2 separate regions of the Xenopus laevis genome follow, and region 1 is linked to region 2. The links are chromatin contacts, called in public Hi-C maps. All regions are on one chromosome and are shown on one strand. Each heading gives the region's core, a stretch centred on a gene start, on an enhancer-like site or on the middle of the called end of the contact. The rest is flanking DNA. Distances are from core to core; before and after follow the strand shown. Region 1 overlaps LOC108707086 (beta-adrenergic receptor kinase 2). Region 2 holds the start of MGC84818 (crystallin, beta B2 like).

Region 1 (7,543 bases), core at 192-2,691, 260 kb before region 2:
TCTGTATCTAATTACCTTTGTTAATGCCTGGCATAACAATTATTCCTGGTGTGTTTCTTGCTATAAATAGTCTTCCGTTTTATGACGGACACCTTAGAAAAGGCACACTATGACATAAGAGTCTCAGCACAATGTCAGCTATAGTTAATTGCGTTTGGCTGGGATAAATAGCACCATCTTTGATAAGACAAAATACAGAATAGAATTATATCAAAGACTCCACATAAAGAAATACAGTCTGTTTTCCTACACCAGAGGGCGGTACAGACCTCCATTTCTGAATTATCAAGGGCACAAAGCAAGGTCAGATTCAGGCAGAAAATGGGTAAAAAAAAACACACACAAAATACAACAGCTTACAAATAAAGGTGAATATGAAGTAGAAGGCAAGGCTAAACACAGAATAAGAACATAAAATAAAAACAGATGACAACAGATGATCCATATTTACGACTATAAATGAAGGATTCAAATGCTATTATTTAATCGATAACTTCTGAATATATATATATATATATATATATATATATATATATATATATATATATATATATATATATATATATATATATATATATATATATATATAGAAACCATTGGATGGGCTGACTGGAGAAAAATATGATAACATTGTAAATGAAAGTTTAGAGGGACTGTACAGGCAATGGTATTTTTATGTTTTGTTACCCAAACATTTAGAGGGTTTCAGACATTCTGACTTCCGTATTATCAAATGTACATGAAGACATTTCATTTTTCGGAGTTGAACACTATTTTTATGCAGTATATCCATGCAGTATAATGAGTACTTGCTTTACACACTTTATACTGTAATGTTGGTGTCACAAGTCAAAAAGATATTGCAAGGCTTATAGATTTTTTAGCACATTTAAATATCATACACAAACAAGCTGCCCTTAAACCAGGTGCCAGTTGCATGAGTTAAAATTTAGAAGATAAAAGGCGCAGTGTGCAGAGGCGTAAAGCTGCTATTGAATTTAGTTGTAAAATACTAAGCTTCCTTTATGCATTTCACTTGCACTTACTATTTTTGTGTCCCCAAGTTCATGTGATACTGAAGAGCAATTACTTATAGGCACGATGTATGAACCCAAGGTGTTGAACAGCAGGGGGTGCACAATGCTGGAATTCTGGGAACAACATTGCATTAAAGGGATGAAAACAGAGAATTGTCTCTATTTTTTTTTTTGCCCCATTTGGAAGAGCTGCTGCTAATGAAAACACCATACAAATGGTAATATCTGGGGAAAGGAATGGGGAGTGGTCACAGATTTCACCCCCTGTAACAAGTCACAATAAGTTAAATGCCTTACTCAAACTCTAAAAGAAATGATCAGTAATAAATGCAACATATGTAAAGCATGCAGTAAGGCTGCTAAAGGGGAATCCTGCCCTTTCAGAGACAAGCTCACTGTGACTACTCAGCTGGAAGTCTTTGTTCAGTTTGTTCTGAAGTTACAGTGGTGCTCAAATGCTGAATTCATGTGTCAACTCAGGTGGAAACTTATTTTAAAGCAAGCAAGCAGCTGTTTCCACATAAGAGAGACTAACAATGCTACTGGAATCAAAGATAATACACAGAGAGAGAAGCCAGGCATCAAATGCAAGTGTGAATAAAGATTCATAGACCAAAACAATTAAAACTGATCTAATCCCCTCCAAAAATACAGTTTATACAGTAGAATCATCATGTTATGGTTTTCAGGGGACCAGAAAAAAATGGTGCCGAACGAGGAAAAACCTTAGGGTATGTAAAATTGAGGTTTAACTGTACAATATAAAGGATGAGAACTAGATACGCTTTATTACAGTATGCCTTGGGAAGCATATATGCTACACACACACACTTATACCGCATGTAGTGACTAAATGAACCATGAGAATCAAAGAAATAATGTAGCTGTTTAATTTAAAATATAAGATTATCCACCCATTTAAGCGGACTGTGTTTTAGGGGCTGAAAGTAAGAGAGCAAGGGAGGGGTTTGGAAATGTATGAGCCAGATATGTTTTGAGAAAGCAAAAAGTCTTCACATAAATGAACTACCACACTAAGAGGCAACCTTTAGCGTACCATACATTTAGTATTGTTCTACTTTTCAATTGCATAGTTCAAACTGCACTCCATTATACATATTATATATCTTGCACAAGGTTTAATGCTCATTGGTGGCGCTGTAGCCAAAAATACAGGTCCAAAATGGTCACAATCTTAACATCTTTACCTCGCTGCCCTCTATGTAAACAACATAAAATCGCTTCTTCAAGTGCTTAGCAGGTAACAAACTGAAGTACAAACTGAACTCGAGTATTTCAAAAGCATTAAAAAAAACTTTAAAAAATGATGTGAAGTTTTGAATACCATTGTCACACAAAAAAAGCTAATTTCAAATGAACTGCCCCTTTCAGTATCTTGCTTTAAATACAAAACTTTCTTTCCTTTGTTCTGGTGCACAGAAATGACTGTAGCACATTTAATGACTATAGAGGTTTCAGCCTCATTCATTCTCTAAATATATGCTTTCACCTATATCTTTTAATTTCAGGGCGTTTATCAGACCCACCTAGCAATCTTTTATATTATTCTAGAGTACAGAGCTTACTTCACTAATCTGTGAATAGCTCTCTCTGAAATAGGCCTTTGTTTTTGCTCAGAAAAAGACCTTGAACTATCTTCCAACCAATGTTCCTAAAATACACTGCACAATGAAGGTCCCTTTTGTGATTTAAGCACATTGACTTCCCCAAACATTAACATTTTCTGACATCCAGAGAAGCCTTTCTGTCTTTTATTCTTCCCTTTTCTCACATTATCAAAATGCAACAAAAACACAGATGGAATTAAGGTAGAAGCCCAATGCAGCCCTGTGACACTTATTGCTGCTATGAAAATAAAAACATGCACCATCAGAATTTTGCCTGATCTATTTCACCTTAGCTTCCCCCTTACTTTAGCACATAAGGAAGCTGTATTAGTTTGAGCAAGCTGAGATTTTGGGCACAAATTTTGCTACATAGACAGAATTCTACCCATTAAAAAGCCAGACAGCTCTGCAGTACTGCAACATTTCTAAGCTTAACGTTACCCAACTTATTAACCATCATCCGAGAGAATTTTCATCAGAAATCCCATAACAGCATATTTCTTGTCTTGATAATATATCTGTTCAATTGCATTTAAGACTAGTATTAACAGTATTGGAGTTTTGTTAATGCACATTTTCTGAAAAAATACCTACAAAAAAATAGATGAAAGCAGGGTCTTTATATAGGATGTAGTATTGCCAGGGTGATATGACTTCATGTCTTGGGTGTTACCTATAATGTAAAATAAGCTTTGCACCCTTCCTATATGAGCACAGACTTAAAGGTTGTAAGGCAGACAGTAGTGACCACATCTTCTCCACTGCATCAGGGGGAAAATTGCTGTTTGCAACTTGAGTTGAAAAAATACGCTGATGTGTATTTTACACATTTGTTACTTAGGTAACTATTAGGTTACTTACCCTCTGAGAAGTTTGAAAAGCATACATCCTAGAGAGAACCAATCTGCACTGCTGTCATAAGCTGTTCCCTTCTGTAACACCTCTGGAGCCATGTACCCATGTGTTCCTCTGAAATCCCAAACAGGAAAAAAAATGAGAATACAAGCTTTACTCAATATACACATATACATCTTTCAATAAACTGAGGCTAAATATTATTTAGGCACAAAACTTTGTTTTTTTGGTTTACAATGGGTATATCAAGAGATTGTATTTTAATAGTGCAGTCATTGATGATTTCTAAGGTTGACAGCTGCTTGAAAACTATTTCCATCTAAATTTAATCATAATAATTGGCAACTTTTGGCAGAAATTAAAAAAAAAAAAAAACACACAACATCAAAAACATATCTCTGTTTTTAGAATTCCGTATAAAGGCTTTCCAGATAAAGGTTCTCATACCTGTATTTAAATTGTCCAGTTTAAATGCCCAGTTAATATTTATCATTTATACACTTACCCAAAGGGAAAATGTAAACTGATACACATATTTCTTAGTTTAAAATAATGGATTTTATCTAGTGTGACTCTTTTTTTATTGTAATTTTGAATAAAAATATGTTGGCGTGTAAGGATACTAAATTCTATGAATTAATGAAGTCTTTCTACAAACTACTATTAGTGATACCTGAACAATGTACTTACACACTAGCATGTGGTTTCTTCTTGGAAAAATCACATGCAAGACCCAGATCTGATATCCTCACATGACCATGCTCGTCTAATAGAATGTTTGCAGGCTGGAAATAAAAGTGACAATATTAGAGAAATTCAACAATACTCAAAAAAATAATCATCCAAACCGTCCAAAAACAGATACTACATTCCATTCCTATTTTTTCATAATATGATAAGCTACACTGAAGTCCTCATCATAAGACAAGCTTCAGAAAGTAAACCCCTTATTCCCTGATATAATCATACTGTAAGTTAAAAATCTAAATGTTGATAATTTCAGCAGAAACCATTTTTCCTCTCATTCACATCTTGCAACTGGCTTTAATTTTATTTTGTATACATAACAGAGCTGGGGAAGTACATTGGGTTTCCTGCATTACAAATACATCAACATATTACAATGGATTAAAGAATCAGGTTGACTGTACATTTACTGGTAGTTAGCAGTATTCTGCACAACACTGTGGAGGATTGAAGGGTGCCTCCATGACTTTAAAGCAATACTATGATGCATTCACATGTATAGGAATAGTATACAGAGTATTCCCATTATATATACCCATTGCAATAGGTGTCAACTCCAATCAAAATTCCAATCACTCACGATATTCCTACGTTTGTTAGATCTCAGTGAATTGTATTAGTGGTAGGTTAGCATTTATTAAGTTGCACCAGTATGTCTGTATCACCCATACAGTATAATATAACCTGTTTTCTAGCATAGTATAATGAAGTTCTCCCAAGGTCTCGGCCTGCATTGTGGGGGACCAGCTCATCTATTTTACCTAATGGACGTATTTGTGCCGTTTGGATTTTAAGAAAAGTAGTTTTTTCCTGAATAAGTTCCACTACTCTATTCCAGTATCTCCCTTTTTTTGAGGAATGCCTATTTCATGTGTAAGAAGTTAGCTTTATACTCTCTACATTTCCCATTCAGTATAATGTAATGAGATGACATATAGACGGTGTAGTATCTTAAATTGTATGTCTAGCTTGTGTTTCAATGAGGAATTGGTATGCCTTAACTTTAACCAAAATCACTTTTAATTTTAACAGTGTAACCAGACTGACAACTTCCCAAACTGAAAGGAATTGCATATTCTACTTGTAGATTGGGCACAGGATCTTACTAATAACCAAAGCACCATATCCAATTGAGAATCTGTGGCATTATTCTGAAACTCATCAGACATATGAACAATCTGTAACAAAAAAAGGTGGTTCTACAAAAATATAATACATGGGAACTGAATACTTATGCTAGCAGCACATTTCTTATTCCTTCCTTACAATTTAGTTACTTAACTACTTAACATATATTGTAAACTAAAATTCAGTGTAGGATATGTTACGTCTGCCCATGCTACACTCCCCCCAATCAAAGCAAAACCAGTCTGGGGTTGGGATTGGACTGTGCAATAAAAAAACAGTGCCTAGATTTAGACAGTGGTGTGTTTCCAATAAAATCTCAATCCCAATTTTAAAAACAGAAAAGTGGTCAAGTGTCTAAATACTATTGCTGTACATCAAGCTGTAAGATGCACCATGTTGGAGCCAAAAATATGAAAATACTTGAAGTGATTCCCTTGAGCAGTTGGCAACCCCTTGTGTTTTTCAGTGTAACGGAACTAGGGGGTGACTTGCATAGAAGGTGATTTTTATGGAGGTGTGTATTCCAAAGGGGACCATTTTTAAAGATAATTAAGGGGAAGTCTTAAATATTATTAAAAAACTACTACATTGTAGTGGATATTAAGCAATTTGTTTTACAAATACCACTGATCCTTACTGAACACTACTACTACATTCCATCAACTAAATTCAATGAATATTACTGCAGCGATGGATCCATAATAAATAAAGTACAAATGGATTCAATTTCAACGAGCATTGATTTTTTTTCTTAAAAAAAAAAACTTCCAGAAAAGGGGTTTAGATTAATTTGAATAATGTAAAAAAAAAAAAAACTGTATGGATTTTTGTACAACAGTCTTGTTCTAATGTATTATCTAATTCAAAAATAAGGACTTGTCCAGTGACCCAGATAATCAATGCTTAGCATGTAGTTTGTTATCACACTGAAGACCATCGAGCTGACGGTGCTAAATGTTGGCATGCTAATGACAAGGAGCTCATTTATGAGGCCTTTGAAGATTCTTGTTCAGTGTCTTCATCAAAGGGAAAATGCTGAAATTGTCCTGAGTGAATAACACACTAGAGTGAAGAGTGTCAGGAAATGTGAATGTTAAGCCACAGAAGACAATACTTGTTATAAAATAAAGTAGTCTTTTTGAGTCTATTAGTTTTTTGTTCCATTCCCATGCATCCGGATATGCTGCAAATATCAACATCCACAGACACTGAATGAACAGACATTAGCCCACATTCACCACATCCTTTACATCTTCTTTTTCCATATGTTACGGCTTCTGACTCTCCTCAACTTATAAAGCATTGGAGCACTGACTGTGACAACATAATACATCTGCTATACTTACCCATATCAATATACTAAAAGACATTATGGGCAATGACACACAGGGAGATGCGTCACCCACAGCAAATCAGTGCTACTAGCAGACGATAAGTCACCTGAAAAACCTTTCACTATCCTTATTTAGTGATTACTTTAATTTAAAAATTCTGCCCAAACTAAAATCCACACTTGGACCTTATTTATTATTAAAAAAATTGCGATTTAATTGGATAAGGGACAAACAAAAAAAAATCAATTTTTTCAGATTCTTTCCTGAAAAGCCCAAATTTTTCAGATTTTTGCCTGAAAAGTCTGGAAAAAAAGGTCAGATTTTCCAGCTAATTCCAGCACAGACCATGGAAAATTCCAAATAGGATAGGGATCTCTCCCATTGACTTACATACAACCTCAGTAGGTCTGAAATGCCGGGGTTTTGTTTTTTTCGAGTTTTTTTTTTTTCCACTAAAAATTCCAATTTTATAGTAATTTGTTCAAGATTTTGGCATTCGGACTTTAATAAATAACCCCCTTAGATTGCTGCATGTAAAACATTTAACATACCTCACTTCTAGGATACTTCCAAGTAAGTGTGTTACATTAACAAAGCCTTAATGCAATTAACCAATTTTTTAAAAAAGGTGCAGATAGTACAGACAATATATTCCACACCACGAATTCTATGCAAACATTTATAGCTTATTTTTCTCAATAAGAATGATAAGCAAATGTAAATTCCTCACAAGTAAGAGAGTACTGAAATACCCAGGCATGGGAAGACATTGACTTTTTGAGCATATGGTTTCACTGCAACAGTTGACAAATCC
Region 2 (7,296 bases), core at 3,814-6,313:
ACTGCAATATATTCAATAAACCTGACTGTGAACCAACTGGCTTAACCACTCAACAGAAATAAGGCCATTAGTGAGGCCAGTTTTCTTCTTTGACCAATACACACACACAAATCAAATGGACATATTTCTTGATAAGGGGGCTGCACAAACTGCAGGGCTCACAAGAAGATGATTATCCCTGCTTCAAACTACATCAGACAGCTCTGAATTAGATTACTTCCCACGCATGGTACAATTGTTTTATCACTTATTACGTTTTAATCTGCACAGTCTCACTCACTCTCTATGAATTTGTGAAAGTTCTCCAAATGTTTTTATAGCATATACTATACATACTATAAAATAACTATCCAAACTATATATGTTTGGATGTAGAAGCCTTATGTATATATGTGTTTTAGTTTCGTTTTTAATGGGAAAGATGCTGGAACAAGTTGGGGTGCCTTACGTTACAAAATTTAATTTCAAGGAGTATTTGACCATAAACAGGCAAATTCTACGGGTAAATCTCCCCAGCCGCTTTTTATCAGATTTCATGGGACAGATTTTATTTGAGCCTCCATGCAACAGCACAAGATTATGTGCGAAGCTACAAAATCTGATCCCCATGGGCTAGAATGTAAAGTCGGATCAGATATAGTCAGATGGAGTATTTTCATAATGTGTTTACATCTGTTTTTATTTTGTCGGATAAGGACACAGCATGCAGCATTCACATCTGACAGTTGTGTCGTGTTGGATAGAAAATTTTACATGTAGTTTATGCATCAGGTTTTTGTATCATTCCCTTTATATTTTGACCCATGAGACACCATCTGACTTGCCCGGATGCGTTTTGTGGATCCGACACCATGCTACAAAACACTCGTGGAGTTTAGCCCTTACACCCCACCTATTTCATTGTTTGTACGTTTGCATAACTAGAGTTAACCGGGTTTCCAATCTATTATAATTGTCCCTGAAGGCTCCTCAACGTAGCTTACTTGACACATAAAAGCACTTCAATATGTAAGAATGATTCCTTTTCCATTTCCTCCACTTCATTAAGTTGCCCCTCTATCCTAGGCTAGATCAGTGAAGCAGTGGTCACTATAGTTAACATTCCACATGTCTGAGGGTCAGATTGTATTAAATGATGATGATGTTATACTCACTAAATGATTGTCTAATAATATGCTGATTACCACTACCTCTCATTTTCCTTTTGTCTTCATATTCCCCCCTCTCTTCCTCCCTCTTATCACTTTACAAATCTCAATAAAGTATTATTTAATAAATGTCCTATCAAGATGTCTATACAGTAGTTATGGGCGAATAATTTCGCCAGACACGAACTTGCTGCGAATTTCCGCAGTTTGAATTAATTCACAAAACTGTGGCAACAATTCCCAGCCAAAATATCTCCGCATCAAAAAAAAAATGCTGCACGTCAAAATTGGCGCGCACATAAAAATTGGCACACGTCTAAATTATTTGGACGCCCATTGACTTTAATGCATTTGGACCAAATAGACATGCGTATAACAATTGTCGCTTGCGTCAAAATTGACACGCGTCAAAATTATTTTGACAACCATTGACTTAAATGCGTTTTATTTTTTGGCGAAGCAAAATGGCCCAGATTCGCCCATCACTACTATAGAGATATCTACAGGCCTGCCTTGCTCATTTCTTACTTCTTAAATGGCTATGGGCATGGTAATATAAACCTTCCAATATCTCCCTATATAGTATGTATTGTGTGCACTTTTCATTTTTCTACAGAAACAGAAATCTGTATCTCATGTCTCATGTTGGGAATTGCTTAGGTACAGAATGATGGGAGCTGTAGTGAATGTTTCAGAGCCTATTTGACATCACATTGTATGATCTCCTACATGCTGTCTCTTCAGGTTTAGTGCTAACAGTACATTATTATGTTAATCACATCACAAAACAGACAGAAATGGGCTGCTGGGCGTACCTTGGCATTCTGTTGCTGTTTGGTGCCTGAAGTTTGATGATCAGATGCCATTGTTATGTTGATGTTCTGTTCCTAGAGACATTAGATTGTTTGTTGTAAATATACTGGAGAGGCAATTCCATGAAATATATATGGCTGTTGCTGAGGGGTTAGATTTGTCTAATCCCTCAGCAACAGCCATATATGTGCAGTGCTAAAAGGCTGATAAAGATATAATGAAAATGTATTCGCAGGATTATTTTCCAAACTCTCAATCGTTTCCCTCTCACTCTATGCAAAGGGTTGCAACAGCTCTTGCTGCACACATTATTGAAGTTCAGGACAAATGTACAGATGGATCAGCATTGTGCTATATTCACCCCTGTCCTATGTGCCTGGGCCACAGTATTGAAGCTTGAACACAGCAGTGCAGACATGCACAATGAATTCACCATCTAAGAATTTGTTCGTTTTTGCATTGCATAATAACATGGCTCAAGACAAGCAGAGCATTCATTATTGTATTTCAAATAACTGATAGCAAAGTACAGGTATGGGACCTATTATACAGAATGCTCGGGACCTGGGGTTTTCCAGATAATGGATATTTCTGTAATTTGGATCTTCATACCTTAAGTCTACTAGAAAATTATGTAAACATTATATAAACCCTATAGGATGATTTTGCTTCCAATAAGGATTAATTATATCTTAGTTTGGATCAAGTACAAGCTACTGTTTTATTATTACAAAAGAAATAATTTAAAAAAAATTGGAATATTTGATTATAATGGAGTCTATGGGAGACGGTCTTTCAGTAATTCAGAGCTCTCTGGATAATGGGTTTCTGGATAATGGATCCCATACCTGTATAAAATAAACTGTATGTTTATAAAATAGACTGTAACACAGATGCTATATTATACATGTGCTGTGTAGAAGGTATGTACAAATCGGTCTGGCAAGGATTAAAGGGGTGGTTCACCTTTAAGTTAAATTTTAGTATGTTATAGAATGGCCAATACTTAGCAACTTTTGAATTGGTCTTCATTTTTTCTCTTTTTATAGTTTTCAAACTATTTGCCGCCTTCTTCTGACGCTTTTCAGCTTTCAAATGGGGGTCACTGACCCCATCTAAAAAACAAATGCTCTGGCTGCACATTTATTGTTATTGCTACTTTTTATTACTCCGCTTTCTATTCAGGCCAATCCAATTCATATTCCAGTCTCGTATTCAAATCAATGTATGGTTGCCAGGGTCATTTGGACCCTAGCAACCAGATTGCTGAAATTGCAAACTGGAGAGCTGTTGAATAAAAAGCTAAATAACTCAAAAACCACAAATAATAAAAAATGAAAACCGATTTCAAATGGTTTCAGAATATCCCTCTCTCTCAAAAGTTTATTTAAAGGTGAACAACCCCTTTAAGAGATTTAATCTGTTCTAAGTTGAATATAGACATCGTTCTGATTCCAATTTACGGCCTTTTAAATATCAGTTCACAGTCTTTTTCCTTGGAAAGACATTGTCAATTTAATTCTAATCTGATCTCTAATTTAATCCTCCATTTTACGGTTGCTACAAAAAAAAGCTTTATTCCTGTTCTGGATTTTGGAGGTTACCCCCTCCTTAAAGGACATTTTATCACATCTAAAACAATTATGCTGGAAAAAGTGACTTTTTATTACTTACAGATAAACCCCACTTGAATCTCAGGTTTATAGTTTACTGGTCTCTCTTTTTCTTGATTAAATTGATGCTAGGCACAAATCTAAAGTTTTAGAATTACTGCAGTTCTAGCTCCTTTATCTTACTGGTTGCTACATTGCTTCACTGGTATTTCTTGGTACTTGATGTTCCTATATATGCATACAAGTCTCCGGACGTGGTTTTGTATTGCCACCGTGCGAGTTTTGCTTCTATATATCTGCGAGCATTCGGGATAACAGGTCCCATACCTGTAAAATTGACCTATTGTATGTTGTACAATGTGGTAGAATATGTTGGCACTATATAAATGCTTGTTTATAATAATGATAATGATTTGACCTTAGATATCAGTCCAGAAGATGTCCATGCTCTCATACACTAATTTGACATCTCCCTAAGAAATGAGCCCTGCATTTTAGGAATGTCTGTGGATATATAGCATGGCTATAATATATGCTGTTAAATGTTGTTGTTGTGGATGTGTTTGTCTTGCCATGTAATATTGATCACAATGTTACTGGTCTAGAAATTTCAAAATCCATTTGTTGGGCAAAAATGTTGAATCGGGCTGAAAAGTGCAATAGAAACTGCCATGGGAAGATATGTTCTCTTTTTTTCCATTTAGCAAAACTGTTTAATCTGATTAAGCCAGCATTAATATGAATATCACAAGACTGCTTCCTGGTAAAATTCTATTTCTTAATTTCAGTACCAAATGTAATTATCTATGCTATTTACATCTCGTCAGTCATGCGGCCTCTACACCCAAGCCAAAAGCAGCATCTTGTGGTTTTTATTTAATGATGGAGCTCTCAGGAAGAATTTGTGCTTTTGGGGTGACCGTGACATTGTACTGAGCCCATTGCCTGTAGGTGTTGATAGATACCATTTACTTGGAATTATATACAGTATATTGAATATATTTCATTATGCCCAGACTGAGTAAATTCATTATATCTATGTTTAAAAAGAAAATGCCATAAGGAAAACGAGTTAAATAGCTTAATCATACTCGTCTTGTGTTGTGAAATGTAAATCTTGTTTGTTTTTGGAAAACCCAATAAAAATGTTGGAAAACCTATATTTAATCAGTTATTAAATCAGAGCCCATATCTGTTCAATGAGAGGAAAGCAGTTGTAGGTGAAATGAATGCAGGTCATAAGTTTGCTATTATAAGGTTACAACTCCCAAATGATTGCCCCTTTTAGTGGACACAACAGGTTTCTTTGGATTTGTTAGTATGCATTTTGTAGCCATGAGTGATTATATCATCAGCCATGATATTTTATAATATTCACCAGCTTTCTAGGCCTATAATAAACAACTGAAGAACACAAAGGCGTTGCTGGCCTTAGCAGAAGTAAGACACACAGAGAAGTAGCCAACTCTTACCGTATCCCAGTACCTGCTTGTTCCAGTGAAAGGTTGAGACCTTCTGGTTCCATTTATACTGCATGGGTTAAGGCAGCGATGCCGGGATTATTTACAGAATTGTTCCAGCGTGATGCAAAGCGATCATACTGGATTACAGTTCTGATGAAAACCCAGCTCTGCTGATGCACGGCCCCCATTGTTATAAGAAGCATAGAGTCAGAGAATTATTTCATTAGCTTTCAAATTTACCCAGGGCGCCATTGTTTGGTCTAGCGGGTAGGAGATTTGAACTTTGCATGCATCAGCCCTCTGAATGCCAAGACCTGGAACATCTCATTGAATCAATAATTCCAGCAGCCAGCCTCGTTTCAGGCCTTTTAGAGCCAAAAACTGTATCTCTCCCAAAAACCTGAATCTATCAAAGGAACACAAGTGTAGAAGAAGACTTTACTATTGGGAGATGAGTCTGCATGTCCCTTTAATAGCTGCTGTATCTGGCTAAAAACCTGTTGTCAATACCTTTATCATATTAAAAAAAACACACAAGTTTGCTGACATAATCCAAAACAAAGGAAACACGTATATCTGGTTTTCTGAAAAGGAGAATAGTGCGAAATATTGTTCCTACTATGTCATAACACCTTGTGTGAAACAAATATGTTATTTGATGGCAGAAAAGAAACCATTCATGTGGCTCTGTTTGTTGTTTCAGTCCATACTTTGGCCACATGTGACGTGTAGTTCAATATCTTCACTGCACACTTGCCTACCACTTCTACTGGAAGCATGCGATGCTCTGGGTATTTGTGTTTTCATTGTATCAGTTTTCTTGGGAACGATAACTACAATCACAATGACCTAAGTGTGATCTGATTGCCTGCTGTGGTAAATCTTAATCCCTATTAATATGTAATACAGATGAGTAGTATTGATGTATTCGCTGTCGGGCTTTAGGAGCCATTACTTGTGTTTCATGAATGGAGCAAAAGCATCCCAGCAGGCTTTTCATAAATTCAAGTCTTTTTAGATAAAAGAACAGGCATGTCTAGAATAAACAGCACATTTAACACTTCAGTATTTAAATAGAAAGAGAGACTGGGCAATGCAGGAAAGTCAAACCTCCAAAGTGAAGGGAAATAAAAATAATCTAAAGCAAGCTGTAGAACTATACCATTTAGCTCCCAATCACGTCTGGGAGCTGTAGTAAATAAAGGCCTATCAGTATGGATATCCCACCGCAAGATACAGATTTGGTTTAAATTCCCCACATTGTGGGATGGAAAATAGTGTGGTGTCCTTTATCCAGTGAAGTCACAAGATTACGTGGATCAGCACATACTAGACTGGAAACCAGCCCTTGGCCAATGCACAGGAGAGAAAGGAGGCCACTAATTGTAAGAATGGGCATAGGAACACTGGAGGCATAACTTTAAACTTACTATTTTGCTGAGGGTTTAGTTGCAGATGTTAGAAGGCAAAAAGTAAAATACTCTGTATGTATATAAAGTACATGATGTTACTATGTTGCAACATTTCTTGTTAGGGATTGGCACATGACCTGACACTTAGGGGCAGATTTATCAAAGGGCGAAGTGAATTTTCGAAGTAAAAAACTTTGAATTTCGAAGTAATATGTGGGTACTTCGACCATCGAATATGCCAAAATTTGATTTGAATTGAAAAAACGTTGAATATTCGACCACTCGAAAATCGAAGTACTATCTCTTTAAAAAACTTCGACACTTCGCCACCTTAAACCTGCCGAATTGCTGTTTAGCCTATGGGGGACATCCTAGAACCTATCTGAGGCTTTTGGGCAAGTTTTGAGAAGTCGAAGGCTTTTTGTAAAATCCTTCGGATCGTTCGCCCGTTTTCGCTGGAAAAAGTACTTTGACCCTTAGGGGCAGATTTATCAAGGGTCGAATTTTGAAGTAATGGGAGTTTTTTTGAACTCCCATAACTTCAAAAATCGAATAAAAAAAGACCAATCTAAATTTATTTTAAAAAATCAAAGTTTTTAACTTCGGATGAATAGGCTGTTTTCAATTAGTTCGAATTGAAGTTTTAGCGCATTCGATCAAATTCAAATCAAATGATTTGCCCCAAAAAACTTAGTCCATCAAATGACTCCACATGGGTTCTAGGAGGATCCCCCATAGGCTACAACAGCAAATCAGCAGGTTTTAGCTGGCGAATGGTTGGTCGAAGTTTTAAAGAGACAGTACATGATACATTTAGATATTTGAATAGTCAATTTTTTTTCAAATT

What was found. Hi-C and Micro-C count contacts between places; a contact is called where the count stands out from the background.
Region 1: a contact with region 2 is called in a Hi-C map of the XTC cell line, with 3 times the contacts expected there. The contact joins the enhancer-like site here to the promoter of MGC84818 in region 2. A contact is called at or near these places in 3 of 4 Hi-C or Micro-C datasets (the XL177 cell line, the XTC cell line and animal cap).

Annotation. Positions count from the first base shown.
Region 1 is chr1S:136,737,204-136,744,746 of Xenopus_laevis_v10.1, reverse strand. It overlaps LOC108707086 (beta-adrenergic receptor kinase 2), which reads right to left. Exons shown (of 21, transcript XM_018244037.2): 12 at 4,211-4,305; 13 at 3,527-3,634. Among protein-coding and RNA genes, the nearest start is that of LOC121399476, 53 kb to the left of the region's middle. Within about 2 kb of position 1,441, at least 1 of the 7 cell types and tissues checked has an H3K27ac peak or open chromatin away from gene starts, as enhancers often do.
Region 2 is chr1S:136,480,594-136,487,889 of Xenopus_laevis_v10.1, reverse strand. MGC84818 (crystallin, beta B2 like) reads right to left here and starts at 5,063. Exons shown (of 6, transcript NM_001093022.1): 1 at 5,047-5,063; 2 at 1,964-2,035. The coding sequence starts at 5,049.